Regions from separate parts of the Gasterosteus aculeatus genome. Here region 1 is linked to region 2. A link is a contact called in public Hi-C data. All regions are on one chromosome and are shown on one strand. The core of a region is the stretch at or near the end of the contact, and the rest is flanking DNA. Distances in the headings are between cores, read along the strand shown.

Evidence for each region. Hi-C and Micro-C count contacts between places; a contact is called where the count stands out from the background.
Region 1: a contact with region 2 is called in a Hi-C map of liver, with 5 times the contacts expected there. The contact joins the enhancer-like site here to the promoter of LOC120823868 in region 2. A contact is called at or near these places in 5 of 6 Hi-C or Micro-C datasets (liver, skeletal muscle, tail fin and 1 more).

What each region holds. Positions count from the first base shown.
Region 1 is chr8:6,546,912-6,553,394 of fGasAcu3.hap1.1, forward strand. All of the region lies in intron 4 of gmds (GDP-mannose 4,6-dehydratase), which reads right to left. Among protein-coding and RNA genes, the nearest start is that of gmds, 14 kb to the right of the region's middle. Within about 2 kb of position 2,835, at least 7 of the 9 cell types and tissues checked have open chromatin away from gene starts, as enhancers often do. A contact at or near this core is called in liver, where this site is marked.
Region 2 is chr8:6,434,236-6,440,582 of fGasAcu3.hap1.1, forward strand. LOC120823868 (forkhead box C1-A) reads left to right here and starts at 2,818. Exons shown (of 2, transcript XM_040184299.2): 1 at 2,818-2,922; 2 at 4,594-6,347. The coding sequence starts at 4,936.

The sequences.
Region 1 (6,483 bases), core at 1,585-4,084, 110 kb after region 2:
TACGCCTGTCAAGATTAGGATCTAGTCGTAAGTCATAAGGGGGCTCTATGCCAACTGGTTTTCGTCCCTCGATCGTCATCATTTTGTGATGGGAACATAGCTCATCGCGGCAGGCGTTTTGGTAACCAATTGCAGTCCTGAGATTAACCCCAACAGACAAGAGCAACCGCACACGCGTGTCACCAAGATAATGGACCCATTACAGTTATGACGCTCTTAAAAAGGGCAATTAACACATTATGGAACAACTATTACACCGCCCCTGAAGGACGGCCCTGCCTTCCAGCTCTGAATCGGGTTGAACATGTCATGATTTCATTTTTCGAGACAGTCCCAAACAATGGAGCGTGATCTGACTGCAGGCTGCAGGAGAAACTCCAAACAAGCGGCTCGTTTACACAAACATGCAATTACCAGGGGAAGTGCCGCGTCCACTTCAGTGCGAGTGCGTCTGTTTGGGGATGCGGCGTGATTAAGAGGCCAGAGCCGATGACGGGAGAAGCAGATGCTTGGACTGGAACAGCAGCAGCGTCCAGGTGCAGGTCAACAAGTGAAAGATAGCTGCCCAGCTCTCTCCGCTCCTCTCCGCGTGTTTGCAGAGCAGCGAGTGTGCGCACAGAAATCCCCTGGTGCGCACAACGTTGCGTCCGTGCAAACACCACCGTCGACTCGCAACAGACATCTTGGTCTCCCGAGCCGCCTGCGTGTTCATTGTGTGAACTCGTTCAGAGTGAAAGGTACGTTAACCTTCCCTCAACCGGAAGCACAGCGCAAACTGAAAGCTGATGCTAATGCGCAGAGCTCAGTCACGACCCAACTGCAGACGTACGGCACCTTTGGGTGCCGTTGTGTCACAGTGCAGCTGCTGCTGTAGACAGAATGTCAGTAAGAAATCTTTTAGAAACAAACCTGCTTTTTGAGGAATAATCTTATTAAATAAAAGGACTAAAATGGATTTTATGACAAAATCAATGGAAAAAGGGATTAAAGAGATTGTTGCAGGATGGGAGAGATGGAATTCAAATGATCACAGCACAATTCCCATACGTAGGCGTTTGGTTTGTCTATGGGCCTGAAGGACAGTCTCCAATTGATCTTTAAGTGTGTTAACTGAAATAATGTCAAATAGCGTTCCTGCTCATTTTGTTCAGCTGCAAGCTGAAACTTGCCGAGTCAACTTAAAGGAATAATTCGGCCACAGAATAACCACAACTTCTCTCTTTGGCCCCCGAGGCAAATACGAAAAGACTTAAACCGCGAAACTAAACATCCACTTACAATTTACTTCATGCTTCCGACAAGAGTAGCTAACTTTATTTATTTTTTTACTGTAAAGCAGTGATTGTCGTGCACCACGGTGTCTGATCATTGCCGTGCTGTTGAACCAGGATCGGAATGACTCACTTTGCTGAAACACGTCCACACAAATTCATTTATACATTCTCAATCGGATAATGTGATATTGTGATAGTGATAACATGAGTAAATGTGATCATATTAGTCAGTGTAAATGCTGTCATTACAGATTTTTCTGTTGATTGCACTTTCAACGTTTGGTCCAAAGCTTTAAGGTCTCCAAAAGATGTTTCTGTTTGTGGGGGTTTGAACTTTGCTTCTGGAACTCAAGTCATTATTTTATTTAGATATTTATAGATGTAATAATGAGCTAAATACCCCTAAACCCCAACGTATAAATGAGGTATAATGCTTAACATGCAGCATTAAGACTGAACGGCAGATCGCTTTGAGTTGACACTCCTTGTTCCCTCATCACACAGGCAGCTGAACTCCAGATAAATCATTACAGAACATCCAGTATGGCGCTCTGACTACCATTATTATTGCCAAATGTCTCCCTGGAGGACATAGCAACAGGAAGACTGATGACTTTGATAAATAAATATTTAGTGTAATACCTGGTTACCGTGTTCTCCCCGCTGCTCGCCCTTCTAACCAACTACAACAAACTAACGAAGCACATCGTCCCAGCTCTATTGTGGGGAGTTATCGTACCGCTAAGAACACGCTACGGGCTACTGTCAGTCAGGAGGGTGGGGGACTGATGGATTGTGGTGCAGATGAGGAAAAAAACGTGATAACTAAAATTAGATTGTTCAATGGTACCATTTTTATCTGGTCAGTGAATAACTTTACTGTCCTTTCGTCCTCTGCTTTATAGTAATGAGCACGTCTGTAATGTCTGTAATCCTGCAGAACGCCTTCCTCCAGTATAACGTGCTGTAATGCGAACGTCTGACCTGCAGAGGGCCTCGTCCACACCTGGAGTCTGACCCTCAGACAGCAAAATCTTTTTTTATTTACACTTTAAATTAATCTAAAGTGAAGTGAATCAGAAAAAAAGTGAATCAAAAAAAAAAAATTAAAGAAATGTTGAGAAAGACGTTTTTTGTTGTTATTAAAATGACAGGAAATTTGGAAATGTAGGTTTGCTCAAGAAAATGTGATGATTATTTCAGAAGCTGGAGACAGACAAAAGTTAATAATATATGTATGTGTAAATTCATATTACAAATTAAAATGAAAAGCACCAAGTCCTGTCCTTAAGAAGCTAGAACCACGGAACACTTTTTTTTTTTTTTGCTTGATCATATTATCTTATTTTCAACAGTAGTTGATTGTCTAACAAATCATTTTGTAAAGCCATCTCAATTTCCTGGATGATATTTATTAATGCATTTTTTTTCATTGATTCCGTTTGTGTAGGTAATGAGCACACGATCATAAAGTGGTTAAAAGCCCATCTTCTTCTGACCGGGCTGCTGATCCTGAATGTCGGACTCCAGGCCGGACTGACACCGCCGGTCACACAGCGGCTCACTGCTGCCATCTAGGTCTCACCGGGGGAACTACACCTGCGCGTCGCACCACACAAGACTATTGGTGTGAATATTTGGGATTTGATTTAAAATACAGGATTTATATCCAATCACATTTAGCTTTTTGATACTATTTATTGACCTAGTGAATTTACAAACCTCAAAAAGCCCGTCCAGCCCCCGCAAACTGCATGTTTCCATGTGTAGGAACTTTGCTGCATAAACAAAATAAAACGAACTGACTCACGAGTGCAGCAACGACTCTGACCCACAGAGCCACCACAGAACATTCCCTGACTCTGCGCGGGGAGACTGCAGACTTGTTTCTCTTGGCACAAAGCGGGCTATTCTTAAAACCAAAGTTCACATTCAATCCGGCCCAGGCGGGCGGGCTGCCTCGTACGGAGGCCTAACCTTTCCGAACAGGGATCGGCCGGCTCCGCGGACTACCGGGCCACCGACGCACCACTGGCCCCGTCGCTGCACGCTCAATAGGCGCGGGACGCAGGGGGAAAATGTGTCTCTGCTCGGACCCAAACCCAGCTGTTAAACAATGGAAAACACGCAAAGCGCACATGTGCGCTTAATGAGGCCTGAGAGGCAGAACGCGCATAGCTCGGAGGGGAATGCGCCAATTTGGTTGCAGGCGAGTCTTTATACGTGCGTGATACGCGCAGCCCGCACCCACGGCTGATTGGACGGGTGAAGTATAAACACCAATCACAGAGCGGGCAGTCACTGACGGGCCAAAAGCAGCTTTCTCCAAAAATCGTTCTTGCATCAATTCACTTAATTAAAGACGACGTAAAAAAAAAAAAAAAAAGAGAAAAGATTACTGTGAGGACTGGTTCAGCGATAGTGTTGGGATACATTTTTTTAAACCTTTTTGTTGATCCACATTCTGTTTCAAGTTTAGCAGCAATGCCTTCTTAATGTAATGTGTTTTTTAAATGGTAATCTTCTCTTAAGACGCAGGCGAGGTGTTTAAATTACAGCCGGCTTCGTACCCAACGGTTTAAGCCATCGCTGTCCAATATTTCAGTTTGACTTTATGAACAGCGTCTTCTTTTAAACTCTGAAACAACAGGTTTTGAGGGTTCTGAAAGTGCTGTGTGAGATATCTAATCAAATAAATAGGAATATTGGTCTTTGCATACGTATCACCAAAGAATTTTAACAGTTTAGAGATCTAATAAGTCAGGAAATTGAGCGTCTAAACACACTAAATCATACCACACATACACACTGGATGACAACTGAATCTCATTACCAACGAGCAACAAGGATTGCATAACATGCCCACACACTGCGAGTACTGGTATTACCGCCCAAGTATGAGAGTAAACGGCTGGCAGGCTGCACAATAGCCGCTTCAGGCCAGTAAACACATCAACGCGGCGGGTTTATAGCGCACAACTTTGTCGGGAAACAGGCGCGTTAAATCCTGTGTGTGTCTCCGGCGTGGGAGCTTCTGCGAACCCGGATGGGGGAGAACCCAAAGGCCGGTAGAGGGGCGAGAGAGAGTTAGAGAGGTTGACCGAAAAATGGTCTTCCTGAGGAGGACTTTGGACGTGGATATAGATGGAGGACGTCTTTCCCATGGATGCAAAGCTGCACTTCGGTCTACAGAAGCTATCAAAAACAATTGAGTGGAAACACAGACAACCGTATTGTATCGCCTCCCAACGCTGTTCCCACCTCCCCAGTCTTTCACCGTCCCACCCCCCTGTTGTGCGCGAGGTGTGGTTACAACTCCATGTGTATGCTGCAACAGCTGCAGGTGGGCGATCTTGCACTGGGGGGGACGGAGGGGTTGCTTTGGCCCCTCGGAGGCAGAACAGATCACTGTGAACAGCGTGTAGGCACTTCTTCCCCATCTCACGTTCGTTGTGCATGCGGCTCCAAAAATATTTGGTTTTATTTGATCTCTTCAGTCATTTAACCTGTAAAATGGTCACAGCAAAGACGTCAGATTCATCCATCATTTATGTGCGTTGTGCTTCTTATTCTTGCAAGACCTGCAATAAGCTAAAAATGAAAAAACACTATTCAAGCCTCGGAACAAAAAAGCTTTTAGGAGGACGTGTTAAGACAAAGTTCTTCCCACTGTAGAAATAAATAAGATTATATGAGGATTTAGGCTTCAAGTTGATCCCCTGACGTTCCCTTTGGCACAAGCATGAGGTTAAAAGTTTACACTTGACTTTGGTGATCCTGCAGATTCCGCACTTTAACATAGACATCGCTGAACCGCAGCTATACTGTTAAGTAACGATCAGCAAATGCTGTCGTGCTGAATTAAAATGATTCTCCCTCTGCGACGGTCAACCTTCAGGGCTTTGAAGTGCGTGATGTTAATCTCCATCACTCTCTCTACTCTAGTTACTGCAGAGCGACACTGAGCAATCCACCAGAAACTCAGCGAAATGGCTCCTTTTTTTTTTACAAAAGACTTTGACAACTTTCCCGTTCCTTATGACAACATATTAGGAAACAAAGATCAAACTGCTGCGGCAGTCCCACAGAGGAGACATACTATCCCTTCTGTTGGGGCCGTGTGCTGGCCTTTTGATGCTGCAGCTGGCTGCTTTCTGGCCCTCCGGCGCCCGTCCACTATTCCCCGTCCACCGCCGCCCCTGCAGCATTAGAAAATAACCCTCGGTCTGTTCCCAGTGAGGACTCTCTGCAGCGGAAACCAGCACCCACACTCACACACACAAACCCATGCCTCAACCCCATTAAGTCAGAAGGGATTCCCTGAAAGACGGTGGGAGCGGCGAGAGGGCCGACGGGAAGGAAGAGAGCGATGTTGAGTAGCCGGCGGCAGTGATCTTTTCCTCTGTGGTGGGGCCGACTGGAAATTGCTCCACACCACCGCTGCCAGTAACACAGCTGGCTCAGCTGTTCAGAGCCGGCAGCACGTGGTGAGGAGAAACCAGAGCCGGGTTTATTGGTGTCGAGACAAATAAACACAGGGGAGCCTCGGGCAGGTACAGGGATTGTCTGTCACTCAGTGTGTGTCAGTGTGTGGCCTGAGGATCACATACTACGTGGGAGGAGGAGTCACGGCCTCTGACCGCAAAGGATGTGGAGAGAGTTGTCTCCTCCCTTTTCTCCCACTCTTTCCTTTCTAGTTGTGTCTGTCTTCCTTCCTCTTGCTTCATTCCGAGTCCCTTTGTATTATCACAGCATCAGCAAACAATTATCCTCAAATGTGAGTCATCAATTCTTAATGGATTTAGTGGACAGTACTGCACTAATAGTTCAAGTCCAACACTACACCGCTTGCACTCACTAAGCCTGATGGCTCTTTTGTATTTTCCATTGGTATTTATCTTATTTACAGACAGAGAACAAAGTTTCTGGGAACATAACACCTCAGAAAGAAATACAATCTCCTATATTCTTACATGTAGATTCATGGAACTATACTTTGTAAATCTCATGTTGATTTACTCGCTCGGCAAAGACGGACCGCAGAGCGGGCTGAGCCAGCTCTTCCTGTTTGATTCAGGGAATCACAGGAAACAAACTGATTGGAACTCAACGTTGAAATGGTACCAATTTCCTCCACATACGGCTGGATTCAATGAGGAAGCTCCAACTATTGTAGAGCAGAGTCTCTGCCAGAGTTTACGTTGCAAAT
Region 2 (6,347 bases), core at 1,568-4,067:
CAATTATTTTCAACACAAAATATTTTTTTTTCTCAAATAATTTCCAGTAAGTGACACCATATAGATTACGGAATTGTACCACATCTGTACAAAAAATGAAATTGTTATAAACCAATTTAATCCCGCCATACTTTTCTGGCTTTTTTATTTGTTGCTGCATTGCAATTATAGTGTGAGGCTCGAAAGTTTCTGGTCACTTTGCTAACCTTCATTTAATTTGAAATGATGTGCAAATATGAAGACTGTCATTGTGCGAGGAAAGTATGCCACTCATCAGGGCAGATAAATCAGAAACAGCTTAAGGAAAAGTTTCCTTCACTCATTTCCCATGGCCTTATTTCAGAGAAGCTCCACACGTTTGCCTGACTGTTCTTAAATGTTGAGTTTAAAGGGGTAAAAAAAGGGAAAACTGCCACACTGTGAGGAGCTTTGTGGCCTTGAGAGCAGCTTCGCCCTCTTCAAACCAGTCACAGCCGGAGCAAGATTAATGTTTTGCACATGGATGATTGGCAGCTATTTATTTGAAAACCAATTCCTATGAGCTATTTGAGCACATGACTATGAGGTCCTGAAATATTTTGGAAATCTGTCTGTGTTTAATTAGGCACTTAATATAAACACTGTCGATGACACACTGAAGTGCCTGCAAAATAGAAAATAGAAAATTACCACAAACTGATGTGAGGTCAACAGTAAAAACGCAGAATTTCAATACCGTGCACTTTTTCCAAATTGTGGACATCATTGAACTAAAATGAGCTTCTAAAAACGAGGTGTCCCGTCCTTACCTCCTCATTCGTGCATGTGCACTAATGTAGCAGCAGAGGGGGCTGTGTAACTACTTAACTCGGGTTTGTGAAAGATGAAATGCTAAGCCGGGGAGGCTGGCATGGTGAACCTCCCTGATGACGAAGATTATGTCGATGATGACTAGAAACCAGAAATGACGTGCTGCCATCAGTCATCGAGTACTTGTTGTACTAGTTCTATACTACTACCTCTAAGGGGCTAATATTTGACTCCAAAGTCGAGATGAAAGTTTTGAGATAACAGTCCGGATATTCAGAGGTTTCTCCTTGTTGATTGTGCGAAGAAACTAAATCTATTTTTTAACTACTTTGCAAATGTTGATTTAAGATTAATAGCCTTTTCCAAAATGATGACATATTGTGATGAGATCAACTTGTCTTGTTTGGAAATTCTCCAGCAGTAGCCGGACTACCATGTGGACTAATGTTGTCATTAATGTGAGCTAGCTGCAACAATAATTATAATCAAATAATAAACTGCAATGTATAATGCTATAATTCATTTTCAAATGGAGTATTTTACATAATTACTATTTTTACTTCATGCATACTTTAAGGAGTCAATATTTTGATGCTACACCTTAACTTCTCTGCTATATTTAAGACTCAACACCTCTCATGGGGATCGTTGAGCCGGCAGCTGGCAGCTAACAGTGCTACAGAGTTTACCTGGGGGTCGGGACCTCTATTCCTCTGCGATGATCAGGGAGCAGTGCGGAGCATGAGCGGGGCTTACATCCACCAGCATGCATTAAGGCAGTCAGCTCGGCTATACAAGCAAAGAAACACACACACACACACGGTGACATTATTTTTTGCTCAGCAAGCACACTCCATTCTATCTCTACATTGCAAGTGTTGAGTATTAAAATATAATCCTGCGCGCTTACGCTATAGAATGAAATTACACTTGAACTATAAATGCATAGTAATAATGGCTGAAGGCCGCTTAAAGGCCTGATTGCACAAACAACAAGTATTTCAAGTCACATGTTGTTGTAACATGTTGCAAAAAGATGCACGCACTATTTGGATCAAATGCCGTTCAACAGGAACCACCTGTTCCCCATTCTAAGAATAACATGTCCCTACCTAACTGCGCCCAGCGCTCATATGCAAATCATCATGCACTCATCTTGCAAACATCCTGATATGTAGAACTCATGAACAACGGGAGGCGTGTTGATCCGAGAGCCTAGATGGATGGACATCCCTGTGCTCCAATGGGGCTCTCCGAGGGTTCTAAGCAGGAGCCGCCTCCATCTTAATAACCAATCAAAAATGCTCTTAGAGACTATATAATTCGAGCGCATTTTGTATTAAGCGCATTTTTTTCATGTTCTCGTTAAACTGCCTGAAATTGGTCCGTGCACGTCAAACAGCAGGACAGAAGACTCTTGTTGCAAATAAACTTTGTCATATTGCTTTGATTTAAGTCTCCAGTCTAGTTCTTGTTTTGCTCACACGACACAAGTCATTTTTGATACAAAATAAATGTTCTGAATATCAAGACCCTTTATGCATTTTGGATGCAGCACTATAAGCAGACTTCTTTTACTTTTAGCCAAAGCCAAAAGTAAAAGATCTCACAAGATCCATCCAGCCTGCACTTCCACCCAATGACCACTGCGGGGCACGAGTGGGTCGCACGCCTACATTTAACAGCAGCATTTGGTCAAAGGCTATATGGCTATGGTACAAATCAAGTTACTTTCTCTTCACCGTTGATTTAATATCAATAAAATCAACGTAATTCTTCAAATGATATTTACATATGATGATTTCTCGATTTCTATTTGCTATTTGTAGTTGGTGCGAGCTATTATTTCAGGGGGGAAATAGCATGAACGGAGTTCAGGTGTGACAAATGCTAAGACGTATTAATAAAGGACATGCAGCCACGGCTGGGTATCACACACTCGGCTGCGGGTTGCTGGTTGAGTTCCCTGCAGGCCAGGGTTCCCTCTTTACACACACACATAGGGTCGACGGCAGGGCCCACTGGTCAGTCGGACCCAGCGGCGGGCCTCACAGGGACGGTGCGCGCTGCCTCTGACCGGACAACACATGCAAATCCCAGAAGAAAGAGACCCCGGGAACACTCAGGACTCAGGTGAGAAACGGCGGCTTCTCGCGGATCATCAAGGGCTCATCAGTTTGCTGTTTGTTTGTTTTCCCTCCGCTTGAATTAATATCACTTCTGAAAGAGTTCGATTAATTCGTCTGGCAAAGGATAAAGATGAGATGAAAAAGATAACTTGTATCTCTTTTATTGTGTTTTATTATTATTACTTGAACTGGCTCTCGTGGACGGCGTGTTTTTTTTCTGCCGCATTATGTTATTTTACAGCTTTACCAGAATTCCTTCTGTAGATAAATAGATTAAGAAAATATTTTCGTTTAAAATATATTGGCAGAATTTAAAGAATGTGCAGGGAAATTGGCTAAACGTATTTACATTTTGTTGAATACCTCAAATTAAATCATTTAAAATGTAAGCGTAAACCATATTATAGGTTGGTGTTGCTGTGCACGAATAAACAGAACAACCTTGGCTTAATTTACATAAAAGGTGCAAATAAAACCCACATATTAAAATAGTTCTGATTCATAATTTTTCAATAATTTCATACAATCAATCAAAACCGGTATTTTTCAACAAAAATTTCTACAACAAAAGCAACAAAGATTCTAGCAAATAAATACATAAATTAAACAATTTAAACACAAACCTTTAATTAGAGGTTTTCGCAGACATTTTATGAGTTTTTGATATTAAACTATTAACATATACATTATAGAATATTAATGTAGATTCTCTTTATTTTTACAGACACAATAGCCGATCCCTTAATCGCCTCCATCTTCGTAATGTTGTTAAACGATCGTTTCCATCAGGCTGGGAAAACATTGGTGTTGTCTTTAGGTTTTCCACATAACGGAACATCGTTTTCTGGAAGCCACTTGGTGTGTGGGGAGGGCATTGAGGGGGGGGGGGGGGGGGGGGGGTGTTTGTTTGTTGTGAATGACATTTGGAAGGTCTTCATCTCGAGAAAAAAAAAATCCCACCTCTGTCTCAGCAGCCGCTCGCACCCAGGGGCCCTTTTCTCACCCATCTCGACCAAATGATCTTCATTTAACCTTTAATTAGTTTCAACCCCCCCCCCCCCCCCCCCCCCCCCCCCCCACACCTCCCACCGGCGCTGTCGGGAGGCAGCCTCCCTCTTTCATGTCGGTCTGTTTGCACAGAGGCTCCGCAGCAGCTGATGCGAGTCCCTCACAGACTGCAGTCCGATGAGCCTTGGCTCATTTGGCGATAGTAATCGCCGACGCGTTTGGTCTAATTACCGGCTGAGGTATCGAAAACGGCCTCTAACCGTTTCATTTAGAAAAAGGGCCTAAAATAGGGCCTACATGCCTGAGACAGATTTAACAGAGATACTTGTGGGTGTCTGTTTAGGTCAGTCTTGGGAGCTTTTCATCTCCCATTTTACGCATGAGTTTTGCTATAGTAAGAAGAAAGTTTTAAAGCTCGTATCCTCACAATAGCTCATTATTCTGGTTTCCAAAACAGACTAATGCGATTAATTGTATGACTAATATACGATATATTAATACAAAAAAACAAATTGAGTAATTAAGGGGGGTTTCTCTGTAAGGCACACCCTTAACAGCATTTAACAACTCCATGAAGTTATGAGTAGAGCGGGATGAAGGAGGGAGGGGGCGGAGGAGGAGGAGGAAGGGTGTAGTAACTTTTGTCGCCCATACCGCTTTTCCACAGGTTCATTTCGTCCTCCAATTGGATGATGGAGCACGCTTTCGGGGAGGAGCAGCGTAGAGCAGCCAAAAGGGAGGAAAAATTTAACGAGTAGAAAAAACACGGTTCCTAGCCGTGTGGACTCATGCGCCTCCAGTCTTACTTTTAGGCTTCTCGCTTTCCCAAATGTCCTCGGCGGCAGCGTTCGCTCTGTCCGCTTCGCCGTGGTGAGTTGTGGCTTAAAAAAAAGGAACTTCTAGACGATACAGGAAGAAGAGAAACCAGAAACAGATTGGGAGCACGCGACGAACTTACGAGGGTTTCTGGAGGGGACGCTTTTTGGGGAGGTTTTACGCATAGCGCAGGATGCAGGCGCGCTACTCCGTCTCCAGCCCCAACTCTCTGGGAGTTGTACCGTACATCAGCAGCGACCAGAGCTACTACCGGGCCGGCGGTGGATACACCGGGATGCCTGCACCCATGAGCATGTACTCCCACTCGGCCCACGATCAGTACCCGGCCAGCATGGCACGGGCGTACGGACCGTACAACCCCCAGCACCAGGCAAAGGACATGGTGAAACCTCCCTACAGCTACATCGCTCTCATCACCATGGCAATCCAGAATTCAGCGGAGAAAAAGATCACCCTGAATGGGATTTATCAGTTTATCATGGAGCGATTCCCGTTCTACCGGGACAACAAGCAGGGCTGGCAGAACAGCATCCGGCACAATCTGTCTCTCAACGAGTGCTTCGTGAAAGTGCCCCGGGACGATAAGAAGCCCGGCAAGGGCAGCTACTGGACTCTTGACCCGGACTCCTACAACATGTTTGAGAACGGCAGCTTCCTACGGCGTCGGAGGAGGTTCAAAAAGAAGGACGTGCAGAAGGACAAGGACGACCGGGACAGGCAGGTCAAGGACCCCTCGTCTCGCACCCCGGGCCGGGAGCAGGACCCCTCAGCGCAGGGCTCTCATCCGGTGCGGATCCAGGATATAAAGACGGAGAACGGGACGTCTACGCCGCCGCAGGCCGCTTCCCCGGCCCTGAGCGCCGTGCCCAAGACCGAGAGCCCCGACAGCAGCAGCAGCATGTCCACTGGCAGCCCGCACAGCGTGCCCTCCACCCGGTCACTCAGCATGGACGGACCCGAGCACCACCAGCACCACGGCCAGGTCCCGGCGCAGGGCTTCAGCGTGGATAACATCATGACCACCCTGCGGGGGTCTCCGCAGGCCGAGCTGTCCCCGCCACTCATCGCCTCGTCTCGGACAGGTATCGCCCCTTCCATGTCGCTCAACTACTCCCCCAACCAAACATCCGCATACAGCTCGACGACCTGCAACCAGAGCGCCATCTCCAACTCCAACGCGACCTATCACTGCAACATGCAAGCCATGAGCCTGTACGCGGGGGAGCGGTCCTCCGGCGGCCACCTGGCGCCTTCCACCACGGTGGAGGAGGCCCTGCCCGACTATTGCATCACCACGACCACCGCGTCCCCTCTCGGACACAACAACCTGAGCCAGGTGGGCCAGGACGGCCACCACGCGCACCAGGGACGGCTCGCGTCCTGGTACGGGGACCTGAGCCATTTGAGCCCGGGTTACCCGGCGCAGCAGCAGAACTTCCACTCTGTGCGGGAGATGTTCGAGTCCCAGCGGATCGGGCTGAACGGCTCCCCGGTCAGCGGGAATAATAGCTGTCAGATGGCCTTCCCGTCCGGCCAGTCCATCTACCGCACCTCGGGAGCTTTTGTTTATGACTGCAGCAAGTT